Regions from separate parts of the Mus musculus genome. Here region 1 is linked to region 2. Evidence: chromatin contacts called from public HiChIP or PLAC-seq data. All regions are on one chromosome and are shown on one strand. Each heading gives the region's core, a stretch centred on a gene start, on an enhancer-like site or on the middle of the called end of the contact. The rest is flanking DNA. Distances are from core to core; before and after follow the strand shown.

Region 1 (6,941 bases), core at 3,830-6,329, 440 kb before region 2:
GTTATGTAAACCCTGTCTCAAAAAACAACAGGGAGCTGGGAGATGATGCAGTGGTTAAAACATTCTTCCCACAAGTCTGACCATCCAAGTTTGATCCGCAGAACCACATAAAAGCTGGTGCAACAGCGGAAGCACCTGATAGCCAGCTTCAGTCGAGCAGAATGAGAGCCAGCCTCAGCCAAGCAGAGTGGGAGAGCCAGCCTCAGCCGAGCAGAATGGCAGAACCAACTCCTGCCCTGCCCTCCACATACACACCACAGCACATACACACACATACAAATACACACACTAAATAAATTATACAAACACACAATATATGTAATGTATATATCTAAGGCTATGGTAGATTAGAGGAGGACCCCTCCCTACACTTTGACTTTGGGCTTGGCCACGTGAATAGTTCTGACTAACTGGGATAGGTCATAGCTAAAGCTTAAAATGTGCTTGTGTTTAAGGCTTTTTTCAATTTGTATTTCTGTCTTAACTTTCAGATATCCCTTGATCCAACACAGTGCAGACATGGGCCTGCAGAATGAGACAAAACCAAGCTAGCCAGTCAGCCTATAGATTATAACATATATAAGCAGCACAGTATAACACTATAGCATCAAAGTCATTCATAGCAGAAGTCCAGCACCCTATACACTGTGATTGTGCCTCAGTGAACACACTTGCTACCCATCAAAGAAGCACAGCTCCCAGTAAGAAGTTGTTCTTCCTATTGGAAGCTATGGTTGGACAGCCAACACACAGTAATAGAAACACATTTTAAAGAAAATACGTTAGAACAAAGCAACTGTGGTCTCTAGCTTTACCCAAAGAAAACAAAGCAATAAATAAAAGGTAAAGCTAGCCCAGACATGGGCTAGGTCCCAACACCAAGACTTCTAGAGAGCCTGATTTTCTTTCAGTGCATCTTTCTCTTTCTCTTCTCTTTCTCTTTCTCTTCTCTTCTTTATTTTTAAGTTTTATTTTTTTACAGGAAAAAAATTAAATAGCACATTCTCTTCACTCAGCCTCCCCTAATACTATATAAACCTACATAATCTTATCCAAATCAGGGCATTCGCTTGGAAAGACGTTCCTGACTGTGCTTTAGGCTTGTTGCTTCTCTGCTTCTCCACTCTGTCTCCCGCCCAAGTTCTAGGAGCCGACCCAGACACCCTCGCTGCCTTATTTCTGCTCTTTTCCTCCCATTCCAGCAGTTCCTCAGTTTTCCTCTGTGTCTGTGCATGTGTGTGTGTGAGTGTGTGTGTGTATGTGTGAGTGTGTGTGTGTCTCTGTGTGTGTGTGTACGTGTGTGTGTGCGTGTGTGTGAGTGTGTGTGTGTATGTGTGAGTGTGTGTGTGTGTGTGTGTCTCTGTGTGTGTGTCTGTGTGTGTGTGTGTGTGTGTGTGTGTGTGTGTGTGTGTTACTTTAAGAAACCATAAGAATGATGCTGTGTCCCTCTGAGGTGCCGAGGGACACTGTCTTGTTGCTGGTGACATCAGCTTTGACTACTTGGTTGAGAAGTTTCTGCAGGAAGTCACCATCATCCAGTTAGTGGGGTTTTTGTTTTGTGTTTTGGTTTTGGTTTGGGGTTTTTTGTTTCTTGTTTTCTGGGGTTTTGGTTTGGTTTGGTTTGGTTTTGGGGTTTTGGTTTCTATGGTTAGTTTGGTTTGGTTTTTTGGTTTGGGAATTTTGTTTGTTTGCTTATTTCATTTCGGGGTTTGTTTTTTTTTTAATGTTTTGGGTGTTCTTGTTTTTCTTTTTGAGGTTGGTAACCACCTTAGGAAAGAGACCACAGACTGTGTGTTTCCTTGGGTTCTCCTCAACTGATTTTTTAACCCGAAGCAGCCAATGATGTAGAGGGAGTCACTACGGAGCCATCCCTTCAAATCCACCCCCAACCAAACCAATAAAGGGCCATGAACTAAGTGTGCAGAGTTCTTCCTCCGACTGGTGACTCTCAGCCACATCTCTGGGCTGCAAACAGCCTTCCGCTGGTCTTGAAGAAGTCAATGAAGAGAAGCGCTAGGAACAGGCCAGCTGCCATGTCACCATAGCAAGTCAAGCCAAGGAGGAGAACCGAAAACCACAGGACCCTGGCTAGCACAACCGGGGGTGCAACGTCCTCAAGTCGGCTGCCTTCCTTCCGACTTGTTATTACAGTAACAATGAAACAGCTTCCTCTGCGCTACCGCAGGAGCAGAGCCCCAGACAACATCCTCATTTTCAATAACTCTCTCCCTTTATCTCACTCTGCCTGATGCCTAATAAGCTGATTGCTATTTACTTTGGACCAACAGCTAATCTGTTAATGATTGATTTTAAATTTTTACAGTCATTTGTCTCCCGGCAGGACCTGGGACTGCAAAAGGCAGTCCTTTCCTACCTGATGAATTGGCTTTTTCTTTAGGGGAGAAACCAGAAAGAAAAAAAAAGAAAGAAAGAAAGAAAGATTTAAGTCAAAAGTCTTCATAGTTACTTTCTGCTGACGAGTGGTTGACACCTAAGTGAGAAATTTCAGTGCAGAGGCCAAAGCTCTTCCCAGGAAGGTCGGCTGCCTTGAAACTGTCAGCAAACAATGCAAGCAGGCATTTTGCTAATGGTGCCACGGGGTAAAGACCCTCTTCAATATGAAGTAAATTGTAATTGTACTATAAATTTAAAGAGTCTGAAGTTCTTAATTAACAAAATTGATACTCATTGCCTGGCTGGAATGGACAAGCTAAACCAAAGCCATTACAGTCCCTTAAAACAATCTAAACTGCGCACCACACAATATGGATTTCGTAGAAAACATGCAGGAATATGCAGAAGAGCGGCTTTGGCTTTCCAAATGTGAGATGACTGTGATTCAAACACTGCTTCTAACACTGGGGCCGTGGACCACTACTGTGCTCTGAAAGGGGGGGTCAAACACCTCACGTTAGTGATCCACTGCTTCCCTCAAGTTAAGCTCTCCTCTGAGACACCCATCTCTCTCTAACTTTGCAAATGAGAATGATATCCCCCACCCCAGGCCAGTATCTCCATCAAATATTAAAATGCACCCCAAGACCTCTCATCTCAAAATGGAATTAAGTATCCCTGAAAAAATGGGGGTGATTTAAAATGTGAACCAGCACACTGACAAAATGAAGAGGAGGGACGTCGGGGAAAGTAGGGTTCCGATGTCTGGCAGTGGCGGCAGATCTTCCTAGAGAGCCAGTGTCATGCATGAATAGTCAGGACACTTTACAGAACCTCTAAAAGGAAAGGCTAACCTGTTTGAAGGATAAAAGCCTGAGCTTATTAATATTTCAGATCCCACAAGACACAGAGGCTCCATCTGCCGTCGTCACCAGTACCTGAGGAAGGATGAGGGGCACAGTGGTGGGGGTGGGGGGGGAACCATCGCCTCCCCTGATCTGCTGACCTTCTAGAGAGGTAGATACCTGGTGACAGCAAGTGCCTATCTCAGCAGACACACTAGGAGCAGGAGAAAGTGTTAACTACACCCAGGTAGACAGTGATGAATTGACACACTGGAAAATCGAACGCTTCAGTAATCGGCCTAAGGATCTGATAGCAACAACATTTTTCAGTTTTGTCCAAATCCATTGAAAGGCGTACTTTAGCAAGTTCACTTCCCATTGGTGAGACCTTTCATCTTTGCGCTGCTTTCCTGATTGGATTCAGTGTCACCTGCACTTTGGGTGGCTGTGTGCACCAGCGGCTGACAGTTTGCTTGTGAGCAAAGGCAGAGGCAGAGGCAGAGGAGCACAAGTATAAATCGGCTTTACTCCATCATTAATTAAAAAACGATTAAATATCTATCAACATGGTTATTTAAGAAGAATTATGAAAGCGCTGCTATATAAAAAAAAAAAAAAACCACACACGCGTCAGGTACCGAGCCCACGGCACTGCGAACCGGAGATGCTGAAATATGTGCCTCTGGTTTGCAGGAAGAAGCTCCTATAACTATAATTCTAATTACAGAACTCTAATTAATGTCAACAAGGCTCCCGATAACTTCATTAAATCTTTGGAATATTTGTATCATCTGAAGACAATCTCTATCCATTAGGATGAAGAAATCCTTTAAAATAACTTTTTCTAAATGCTGCTGCTGTGTTTTTCTTCTTAGGAGACACAAGTCATAAAACTTACTCTAACATTTACTTCATCTCCAGATCAGTATTGCAGAAATTCTCCAACTCAAAATAAAACCCTTCTATCCCCCTCCCCCCAACCCCTGCCCCTGCCCCGCCCCAGAACAGATGTAACATGGGTGTCAACTACTGTCACTCTCTCCCTTAAATAAAAACTGGCTCCAGCTCGGGCCCACATCCTGTGGGAAGGCCAGCATCCTGCCCCTAGATGTCTGAGAATGACTGAGAGTTAATGTTCTCAGGGTCTCTCTCTCTCTCTCTCTCTCTCTCCCTCTCTCTCTCTCTCTCTCTCTCCAATGGCTCCTTGCAGTTAGATTCTTGATCACACTTGTCTCTGGTCTCTTGTGGCTGAGTAAGACTCTAGACCTTGTACACAACCCTTTTCACTTTATTTCTGACCCCAAAAGTCTCCAAGTGTCCGTCCGTGGGAAGACGACCTTCCATTTCCTGTCTCTTGCCATCTTGCTTTCTCCCTGATTCCATCCTCCTCCCACCCCCACCCCCAGTTCTTTCTCCTCCGTCCTTCTGTCCTTCCGATTCCACAGTCCTGAAAACTTCTTCCTCAGAGCAGTTTGCTATCTCTTCATCCAGCCCCAGCCTGTCCAGGCAGTCTGTGAGGGCTTTATCTCTACAACCAAATGCCTCTGTTAAGGTGGCCGAGAGTCTCCTCCCTGAGAGGAATTCCAGGCCAGCTCTTAAAACAATAACACTTTTCTCCAGGCTGTCCATACACTGTGAGAACATCTGGCTCATTTCTAAAAGGTTCAGGAAAAGGAAACACAAAGACAGCTAAATTCATGATAAGCACTGTAGGAAAGCATTGAAGGTGTGCCACAGACAGGAGCATAAAATCAGTATTTGGGGGGAGGGAGGGCTGTAACTTGAAGGTGGGGCCTCTTATTTCAAACTCATCCTTCGAAGGCTCAAAGGACTAGTTTGTAAAACAACCAGAGAGCTGTGTTAAACTGATAATGATCCTGCATCCAGATAACTTTCTCTGCCTTGAGGCTCCTGGGAGATTCTTAAATGGGGGTATGTGAGAGAGACTGGCTGATTTCTCACTGCAAACTAAGCCAGAACCTAAGAGGAGACAATGCAACCCCAAAGCTTAGAAAGATACAGAGAATTCCAGAGACAGGCGAAAGGTCAATTGTTTTCCCTACCCTCTCAGAATGGAGGAGACCAAGTGTCTCTCGGCTCCACACAGAGCCCAGGCCCCTGGTAACTATAAGGATGATAAAGCAGGGTGTAGCTCACATGCCCGTGGTAGGCCACCAGCCTTAGCAAAGTGGCAAAGCCCCAGAACCATGAATGTAGAGAGTGTTTCCATTCATTGCCCAAGTCAGACACATCCTGACCTCTAGCAGGACAATTCATGAAACCAGGCAATGCATTTCTTCTGCCTATTGTGGCAAAGTACTAACAGTTTCTAAACAAATGACATTAGTTAAGTCAACTAAATTTGAGCCTAAATAAAAACACTCATGTTAGCTCAGAGCTGGAGACATATATTCAATCTACTATACTTAACTCAGTGGTAAACAGGTTAAAATGCCTATCCAAATACTCGTAATCAAATCATTGCAAACTTCTTGAGTGAGGAGTTGAGCAGTCTGTTGATAACAACATCTATTAAAATATTGAGGCTCATCAAACATTTACTCCTGCTGTACCGAGGCTGCCTGGAGACATGAGAGGCTGTGCACTAGGGTAAGTGTCACATTTCAAGAGACATGGAAAGAAAGTGACTTCTTAGACGGTTATACCTGGTTAGAAATGTGTTCTTTGAATCCGACTACATGTGATTCATTCGATGCAAGCAGGGCATGCATGCTTCCTCTAGTGTTGTCGCCAACCTGAGTGTCCTGAGGTCTGAGGACTCCAGAAAACCTCACAGATTCAAACTAGCTGCACAGAGGGTGGTGGCTGAATTAAAGGGTTTGCATCGCCAAGTATTTTAGGACATACCACTTTGGATGATTCTACATCTGGACGGTACCTTCATCTGCGGGTCATTAATGTGTCAACTATAGGTTCCAGGCTCCTGTTTAGATAATATGGTAAATATTATTTGTAGATGGTTATTTCAGGTGTCAGAGTATTAAATCAACACATTCTTTACACTCCTACCTGGGGAGTCACCTCTTTTACATATAATTTCTCTCTTTAAGTAGGTCAACACCACCCTGACCAAATGAACTAGGACATGCTCAGAAGTAACCAAGGACGCATCCATGAGGTCATACTACAACTCTCATGGTGAATCTGAATCTCTAACCTAATCCAGGCGACACTGTAACAGCGCCCAGTATGACTTACCTGACCTTGCACTGAGACACACTGTATGACTTAACTAATCCTGCACTAAGGCGTCTCCTTTGACACAATCGGTTGGCAGCAATGCACGTTAGTGCAAGCAGCTGAGTAGAGTACAACCTCCCAAGCTGCCTCGAAATGAAAGTCTCTCATTATCACTGGCCATTAATGTATACTGGACAAATCAATGCACACTGTCACATTTCCTCCTGTCCTTTTTACACGGTTTCAGTTCTAAGCAACAGAGAACCCTGACCCCACTTGCCGCCCAATGAGAACATCTCTGCTTCCACAGAACTAGAACTTAGCACTCCGTGTCAGTAGCCCTTTGCTTGCATAGGACGGACATCTCCTATGTTGTGACCTTGTACAGTTTATTTTTGCCTCATCGCTTTCTTCCTGTTCCTCAATGCTCCTACAAGGAGGTGCAGGCAGCCGTCTTCACTGCCCTTGCAGTGAGTGGCCTTTTGGGAAAAAAGGTCTGAG
Region 2 (7,375 bases), core at 96-2,595:
GCATCAGATCCCCTGGAACTAGAGTTACAGATGGTTGTGAGCTACCATGTGGGTGCTGGGACATGATCCCTGGATTCTCTGCAAGAGCAGGCAGTGTTCTTATTCTCTGAGCCATCTCCTTAGCCCCTAAATACTGATTTTAATAGCCTCAGGTAAAACTTGAGAGGTCCTCTGGTGAGAGTCAGGGGGAACCTGCCTTTACCCCAGACCTCCGTTTCAAACTCTTTCAGTGGGCCAGGCCTCTGTCCAGATTGAGCCATCTTCCAATATCAAATGTGCATGCTGTCTATAATGTGGGCTTTGGACTCTCCTAGATTCTTCCCGCCCGACCCTGGACTTTGTCTGAGGCTGCCATCTTCTTGTTCATTCCTGTCTTCCTCCACAGGGAGTCCTTTTGTTCTTTCAGGACTCAGCACAACTTGAACGAGGGCCTTGTGCAAGTTAGGGAAACACTCTACCACTGAGCCTTATCCACAGCTGCCTTTTTACTTTGCGAAAATTTGAGGCAGGTCTTACTGTTCCCTGGGCTAGCCTTGGATCTGTTCTATAGAGCAGGAAGGCCTTGAACTTTCCATCCCCCTGCCTCAGTCTCCCAAGCAGCTGGGATTACTGGCTTGTGCCATACAGCCTGGTTTTCAGAGTCTTTCTAGAAAGTGTCCTCCTGTCTGTCAGATACTTAGCTCCAGCTACTGCTTGCCCTGCTATCTGCTGACTCTGTGCTTTGGAACTTGGTGGCCATGTGTTCCCCTCACTTAGGTTTCTCTCCTAGCTTAGTTTGGGTGTGTTTCTAGGTGGAGGTTTATATCCTCTGTCTCAGACTCACTTTTTGCAGGATGGTAGCACACACAGGATTATTGCATCGATGACACAAGATGGACACAAAGCCTGGTCCATAGCATGTGCTTCACAAACATCCAAAGCCTCTACCTGGCAAGGACTGTCATGCTCCTGCAGCGCCTTCCTTTCCATCCAGTGTGGAAAGATTTTAGAGTATGTTCAATAATTATTGAAAGCCTAAGTCATTAGTGTGTCCCACCGTCTAATCAGCAGGTCACACTTTCCCTTGATTTTTCAGGGAAGAATGATCAACCCCCCACCCGACCCCCACCCCACCCCCACCCCGGGCAAGGATGACTTGATCGGAAATGGATTCACCCTGAGAAGCAAACGCCTGAGCGAGAACTGATGGGAACCTGGCTGCTGATGGCGGAGCCCGCACCCACTCAAATCCCAAACGCTAGAATGAGGAACTTGGGAATGGCATCACAAACTTCCCAGATGCCCACAGAACCGCAGACCTCTAAAGTGGGCGTGGTCAGCAGTTCAGAGAGTCCTGAGATAACACAGGGATGGGCGTGGTCAGCAGTTCAGAGAGCACCGGGATAACTCAGGGATGGGCCACAATGGCGCAGCCACTCTTCCTTCAGACTCTTGAACAGCCTGATCTTTTACAAAGAATGGTGACTTCACTGTCCGGACTCCAGAGAGAGAGAGGTTGCTGGGCTGAGAGCGGGAGCCCCTTCCTGGTTGATACCTGAAGTGCTTTGGAAGCAAAACCTTAGAGAGTGACGTCCCTGGCGAGACAGAAGCACTGAACCTTTGTTATGGAACAATGCATGTGCATACATAAATGCTATAAAATTAGCGTAGACAGCTGGCAAATCATTAATTAACAGCAGCAAGGGTCTTCAGATAACACTCCGGGGAGGCTGCAGGAGGAAGAAGCCCTGAGCCCAGGTTCAGTTTTACCCACGATCTGAATTCGTCCTCATAAGAAAGAAGGTGAAGTGGAGGGAAATAAGACGCCAGAGCATCTATTGCTTTCCCTCCTCACTGGCTCCGGAGGGAGCAAACAGGGAAGCCATCACACTGCCCGGCTGTCTGCCAGCCGTACCCCCAAACCAGACGCCAAATGAGCACTGGGCATACAAGGCTGTGCCCAGGACAGGATAATTGTACCATAAATATAATTAAAGTCAGCAGGAAGACCATTAAGGAGAAAACCAAACTTTAAAAAAAAATTAGTACTAGTGAGGAAAATATCATACATTCTTTTTATTCCACTCTTAATTTTGTTTACATGATTCATACAGTTTGCAAGCGCATCCCCAGAGAACATTAGGATGGCACTGCATGCATAAACATTCATATATAACATGCAAATTAGAAACAATCTCAGGATTTATATAGAAATTACAGCCACTTCTAGCAAATTAATTCAATGACCGAAAAAGGCTTACTGTCTCTGTTCAAATCAAGAGGGGAAAATATTGGGCAAAGCAGATTTATTTATTCAGGAGGCCTGCGCCTTTTCCGGGGCTGATGTCCCTTTAGCCTGGAGATTTCCATTTTTTTTATTGGATATGTATTGGTGATTGAATTTCCTTTGAATTCAGGAGCAGTCAATGGGGGCCATAATGGGCTGTTTTAAGTGATAGCGTTACTAATATCATCATAAAGCTGATTAGGCTGGAAGAGGTTTCTGTGGAGACATGGCAGAAAGGAGGAGGTTGCTTGAGTTAAAATATTCAAGATATTGAGTCAGGCGGCCCCATGAGTGCAAATTTAACAGTTTATAGACGAAGAAACTGAGCTCCAGAGAAGATGTGGCCTGACCGAGAAAATAAAGAAGATGATTTACAAAATCAGACCGGAGCCTGGGTCTGCTCTCCAAAGCACTTCATGGGCACACTGCTGTTTTTGAGTAGATGGGGCAGGTGACATTTGAATACATTTTCATGGAAGATTTTTCTCCACATCATTTGCTGGCGATGCTTCCTCCGGGGACTCAGATAGATGGGCTGTCAGAATGCCACCTTTACCTTCAGTGTCGCCATGTCTTTCTCAATGTGGCTTTCCAGTCCTCCTTTGGGGAGAGAGCTGTATGCCTTACATTAGCCCCCAAAACACAGTGATGGCGGCTGAGCTTGCTTCTTGGTGTTTTTCTCTTGCTAGCTATGGGAACAGACTCCAGCTGGCCTGCAGGAGAGATAAGAGAGCAAATATTTGGAACAAACTTATATCAAAAATTATTTCTTGCTGATCTGAAACTAGCAGAGAGTCCTTAATTTCACCTGAAAGTCAACACATGGCGGAGATCCCAGATTCCACCACTCAGTATTAGTTGGTCGGCCACAAAACCATCGCAGGGCCCAGCCAAGAGCAGCAGATCTGTGCCTAGACCATGACTGCAGACAGACGTATGAATGAGCACAATGAAGGGCAGGGGGATGGGTAAGTATAGAGCTCTTGCCTAGCGCATAGGCTCTAGCTCTTGGGGCACACGAACACTAAGTTAGACTGGTGTTTCAGTAAACACACAATAACACTCGTATCCAGAAGCTGAGGCAGAAGGATTATGCATTTGCTACCAGCCTGAGCCACATAGTGAAAACCTATCTTAAACAAACAAACAAACAAACAAAAGCAAAAGATTTAGATAGGCACTCAGTGGAGGCCATCAGAAATGCTCTTAGACTCATGAGCAAAGATAAACATTTACTGACACATGATGCATAGCTTGTGTGTTTCTTTGTTACAAGCTGTTTGTTTTGTTTTGCTTTACTGTTGTAGATGACCAGGAACTCTCTATGCAGAACAGGCTGGCCTCCTGTTCATAGATGTCTGCCTGCCTCTGCCCGCTGAGCGATGGGACTAAAGGCATACACCACAGGGAAGGTTGCTAAGTAGTGTTTTGACAGTGGCTACCATAAAGATTTTCAACTTAAAAAGAGCCCGTCCCTCCCACAGGCCGACTGGCGCTTCTTCCCGTAGCTAGCAAGAGAAAGTGACGCAGGCTCAGACTCCCATCACTGTGTTGTCCTGGCCAAAGTCAGCCACACTGCTGGGCTCAATTTGAGAACCAGAAAGCCACATCTTGAGAAAGGGAATCAGATTGGTTTTCAGATGAGAGTCATCTGATCGTCGTGATATTACTGTCTATGTACTTGCTCTATGCAGAAAAGAGAGAGGAATGGATGCCTTATATGCATTTAAGGTCTTGCCCTTGTTCTCATCCTCTGTTTAAATGGTCAGTCTGAGGTTATATCTATTAGAGAAGACAGTGGTAGAGGAAGCAATGGCTCTTTGGCTCTCCCACGGCTCTGCACTGTGGCTTTGGTGCTGTCTTTGGGTCTCAGGAGGCCCTGTGCTATGGTTTTGGTTCTGTCTTTTTCTAGCTCCCGTGAGTTCTCTTCTTCACCCTTTATACCTTGATGTGACCGGCATAATCCCCACTCCGAGTTGCACTGGGCAAAGCTCACCTTCTTGCACCCCTTCACTGAAGCCCATGGTAGCTTTCAAAGCTCTTCCACATTTGTCCCTTCTCTTACTCCACAGTCTCCCTTGAGAACTGTTGTTGCCTTTTTGAAGATGAAGAAACCAAGGCTCAGAGAATCCAAGTGATTTTCCGAAAGTAACTAACAGGCAAGCTAATGACACAATTAAGCTAGAGTCCAGACTCCCAGTTCCTAAGCTTGAACTTCTGGTGTGCTCTGCTATCTCTCTAGCCTGGGGTTTTGCAGCCAGGTGCTCAAGGGTTACCTGAATAATGCTTCTGTCTAGGGTGAGTCAAGTGGAAACAAGGTATCCTTAGAAATCCCCAGACCTCCACTTAGGAGGTCTTGGTACAGATGGCTGAGCACTGTATAAATGCCTGCACCTTGTAACAGTCTGCCCGGGACTCCAGAGCACAGTCTTGCCTTGTGGATTAATCACTTCATATCTATGTTTTAAAACCCTGTTATGGGTCTTTTAAAGGCATGTTTAAAGATGGAATGCTCCACCAGGAAGCACGGTCCATTTCAAAGCAGGGCTGTTTGCAGGTTGCTGCTCCAGGAGGGTTATTAAGAACAGAGAGAGGTAGTGGGAGATCTCTGCCTCCTACTTCAGGTAACTTCTTTCTCTTTGACTCTATGGAAGGAAGGCATTATCTGCCCACTTGGGTGTGGTATCTGCCTTATCCTTTGCTTCATCTGGGTTGTGGAGCACCAGGGAGTGATGCTGTTATTGATCTCAGAATGAACGATTATCACGATTCAATTTGGACTAAGATGTTTCCTGGCATGTGGGACATTCAGGGCTAAAGCTAGGTCAGTCCCCGGGAGTACCTGGCCACCCTACCCCATCCTCTGCATAGATCCTTCGAGGGAACAGATGGGCAAATCATCCCCCATCTAAAGGCAGCTACTGTCTTTCATGTCTTCTGCTCGCCACACAAGAACTCTGGTGTGGAGAAAGTTGTGACTGGGAGACATAAAGTAATGATGAGAAGGGAGCTTGGCTTGGCTTCCAGAGCCAGGCTGTGTGAAACCATGGATGAAGATGTTTGTGAATTAGGAAGTCCTGCTCAGTTATTGACCTGTGCTAGGTCACTCATCGTTACCTCTGTTTTCCTCTCTATGAAGAGGGGAAACCCAGCAAAGTGGTCGAAACTTCCATCTCTATTATGAAGGGACCAATGTGCCCCTCTCCCCATCATCCTAAGTTATTTAGTTGACCTCCCAGGACCGTGTCACCAAACCACCTTAGAAGGCTTTCTTTTTGCTCAGTCTAAATGAGAAAGTCCAGTCAGAGCCAGTCAGAGCCAGTCAGAGCCAGTCACAGAGTAAAGTCTCAAGGCTTCTGCTTACCTCAATGAAATTCCAAAATAGTGGAAATAGTTTATATTTGTCTTTTCTAATGTAAGATTTAACCTTTAGTTCTTGAGTAACCAGAGACTGTTGAGTCTGGAGGGGGATCTTGGGAAGTTAATTACAATTAAGTGTGGCAGGGGCAGTGAGGTTCCAAAGGTCAAGTTAAAGCCCCAGCAGCAACCGCCTCTTCACTGACACCAAGGAGAAAGGCAGGTAGTGTTGCTCTCTTTATGCCAGTGCAGGGTCTGGTTAACAATAGAGTGTGCCTGGAAGTAAGGTAAAATTCAAAATATATGTCTGAAAACAGAATTGATGTCCCCCTTGAGGAAGCAAGTGATGTTTTGTGCAATTAAAGCCTTAGTAGGAGAGTGACCATCCAAGAGCAGATACTCAGCTCCAACTCCATCCCCAGAAGTTGTGCGATCTAGGGTAGCTTCCTGCTTTGGTCAGAGAGATAGAGTTGGCTGGGTTCCTAGCATCCAGTATGGGATCCCTGTTATGATGACATCTCTTGGCTTTACTGTCAACACTGATACACTGATGTATACACATCCTTGATGGTAGCCACAAAGAGTTTCTTTACTACTCACCCAGAGCATCACTGAACCTCCATGTGTCTTATGCCTGTCAAGGCTTTCTGGAACCCACACATCATCTGCGTCATCATCTCTCAGCTGATTCCTATTCTGTACACCAAGGTTCAGGGCCTCTTTTCCAGCTACAGGCTCTTTGACAGTCCCTGTGTGCTGCTGCCATGACATACACACAGCTTCGGTCCTGGAATTCTGACTGGGGTGGTGAGGGAACGAAGAAAGGATGATGCACAGAAACAAGTACAAAAAGCTGGGCTCAGGTCTGATGTGTGCACTCGGATGGAATGACCAACTACGGCAAGCAAGGACGGAATGTTAGCGTATTTATTATGTACAGGACAGGGGGAAGATTTAACTAGTCTTCGTAGGGGGTCTCTGTAGGCAAGAAGTCTCAGGCTGTAAGAGGAAGAGGAAGCCAGAATCATTAGTTTTTGCACACAGTCATCAATGGGCCACAAACACTCATGCTGAACCTGATCCACATGGGGAAAGGCCTTGCCAATCGCTCACGGGTCTGGGGCCTCCTTCCTCCCTGTAGTGGGCTGTGCTATCTGGTGTTTCCGAAAGCCCTTTCAGCACTCAGCAGCTCCAAGCACCACCACCACCACCACCACCACCTCCCCCCCTGCCCCCGGGAATGTTTAAATCCAGGAGAAAACAATGCCTCTGGGGGCTTTTTCTTTACTTAGTTCCTTTCACAACAAATGCTTCTTCCTTCCTTTTCTATCTCATTCTCCTTCCTTGCCTCCCTCCCTCCCTCTCTCCCTGTCTTATTCCCTCCCTCCCTCCTTCCCTCTCTCATTCCCTTCTCCCTTTCCTCTCATGTAACCCGGGCTGATCTTGAACTCACGGAGTAGCACATGAGCTTGAACTTCTGATCCTCCCACCTCTAGCTCCCCAGTGCTAGGGATACAGATGTGCACCACAAGGCTTGGTTTATGCAGTGCTCAAGATCGAACCTATGGTTTTAACACCCCTGGTCCCTTCTTTTCAAGTTCTTCCCAGGTAGAGATTTCACCATGTCCTCTAGAAGCCTAGTCTGGTTAAATATAGTCAACCTGCCCAGGACCATCCATCTCCCCTGAGTATAACTCTACCTTCTCTTCTTCTTTCTAGGACATCATCTGCCTTCTCTTCCACATTCTCTCT

Evidence for each region. HiChIP or PLAC-seq counts read pairs in DNA pulled down with a chosen protein or histone mark.
Region 1: an H3K27ac HiChIP or PLAC-seq map of extraembryonic endoderm stem cells shows a contact between it and region 2, with 4 times the contacts expected there. The contact joins two enhancer-like sites. A contact is called at or near these places in 4 of 39 promoter capture datasets (cranial neural crest, embryonic stem cells, maxillary cranial neural crest and 1 more), 4 of 115 datasets of contacts at active chromatin or transcription factors (embryonic stem cells, extraembryonic endoderm stem cells, stem cell-derived neural progenitor cells and 1 more) and 1 of 9 other capture datasets (embryonic stem cells).

What each region holds. Positions count from the first base shown.
Region 1 is chr6:51,631,554-51,638,494 of GRCm38.p6, reverse strand. No RefSeq gene overlaps it. Among named protein-coding and RNA genes, the nearest start is that of Gm38811, 76 kb to the left of the region's middle. Within about 2 kb of position 5,079, at least 27 of the 459 cell types and tissues checked have an H3K27ac peak or open chromatin away from gene starts, as enhancers often do. A contact at or near this core is called in extraembryonic endoderm stem cells, where this site is marked.
Region 2 is chr6:51,187,556-51,194,930 of GRCm38.p6, reverse strand. No RefSeq gene overlaps it. Among named protein-coding and RNA genes, the nearest start is that of Gm32403, 16 kb to the left of the region's middle. Within about 2 kb of position 1,345, at least 13 of the 459 cell types and tissues checked have an H3K27ac peak or open chromatin away from gene starts, as enhancers often do. A contact at or near this core is called in extraembryonic endoderm stem cells, where this site is marked.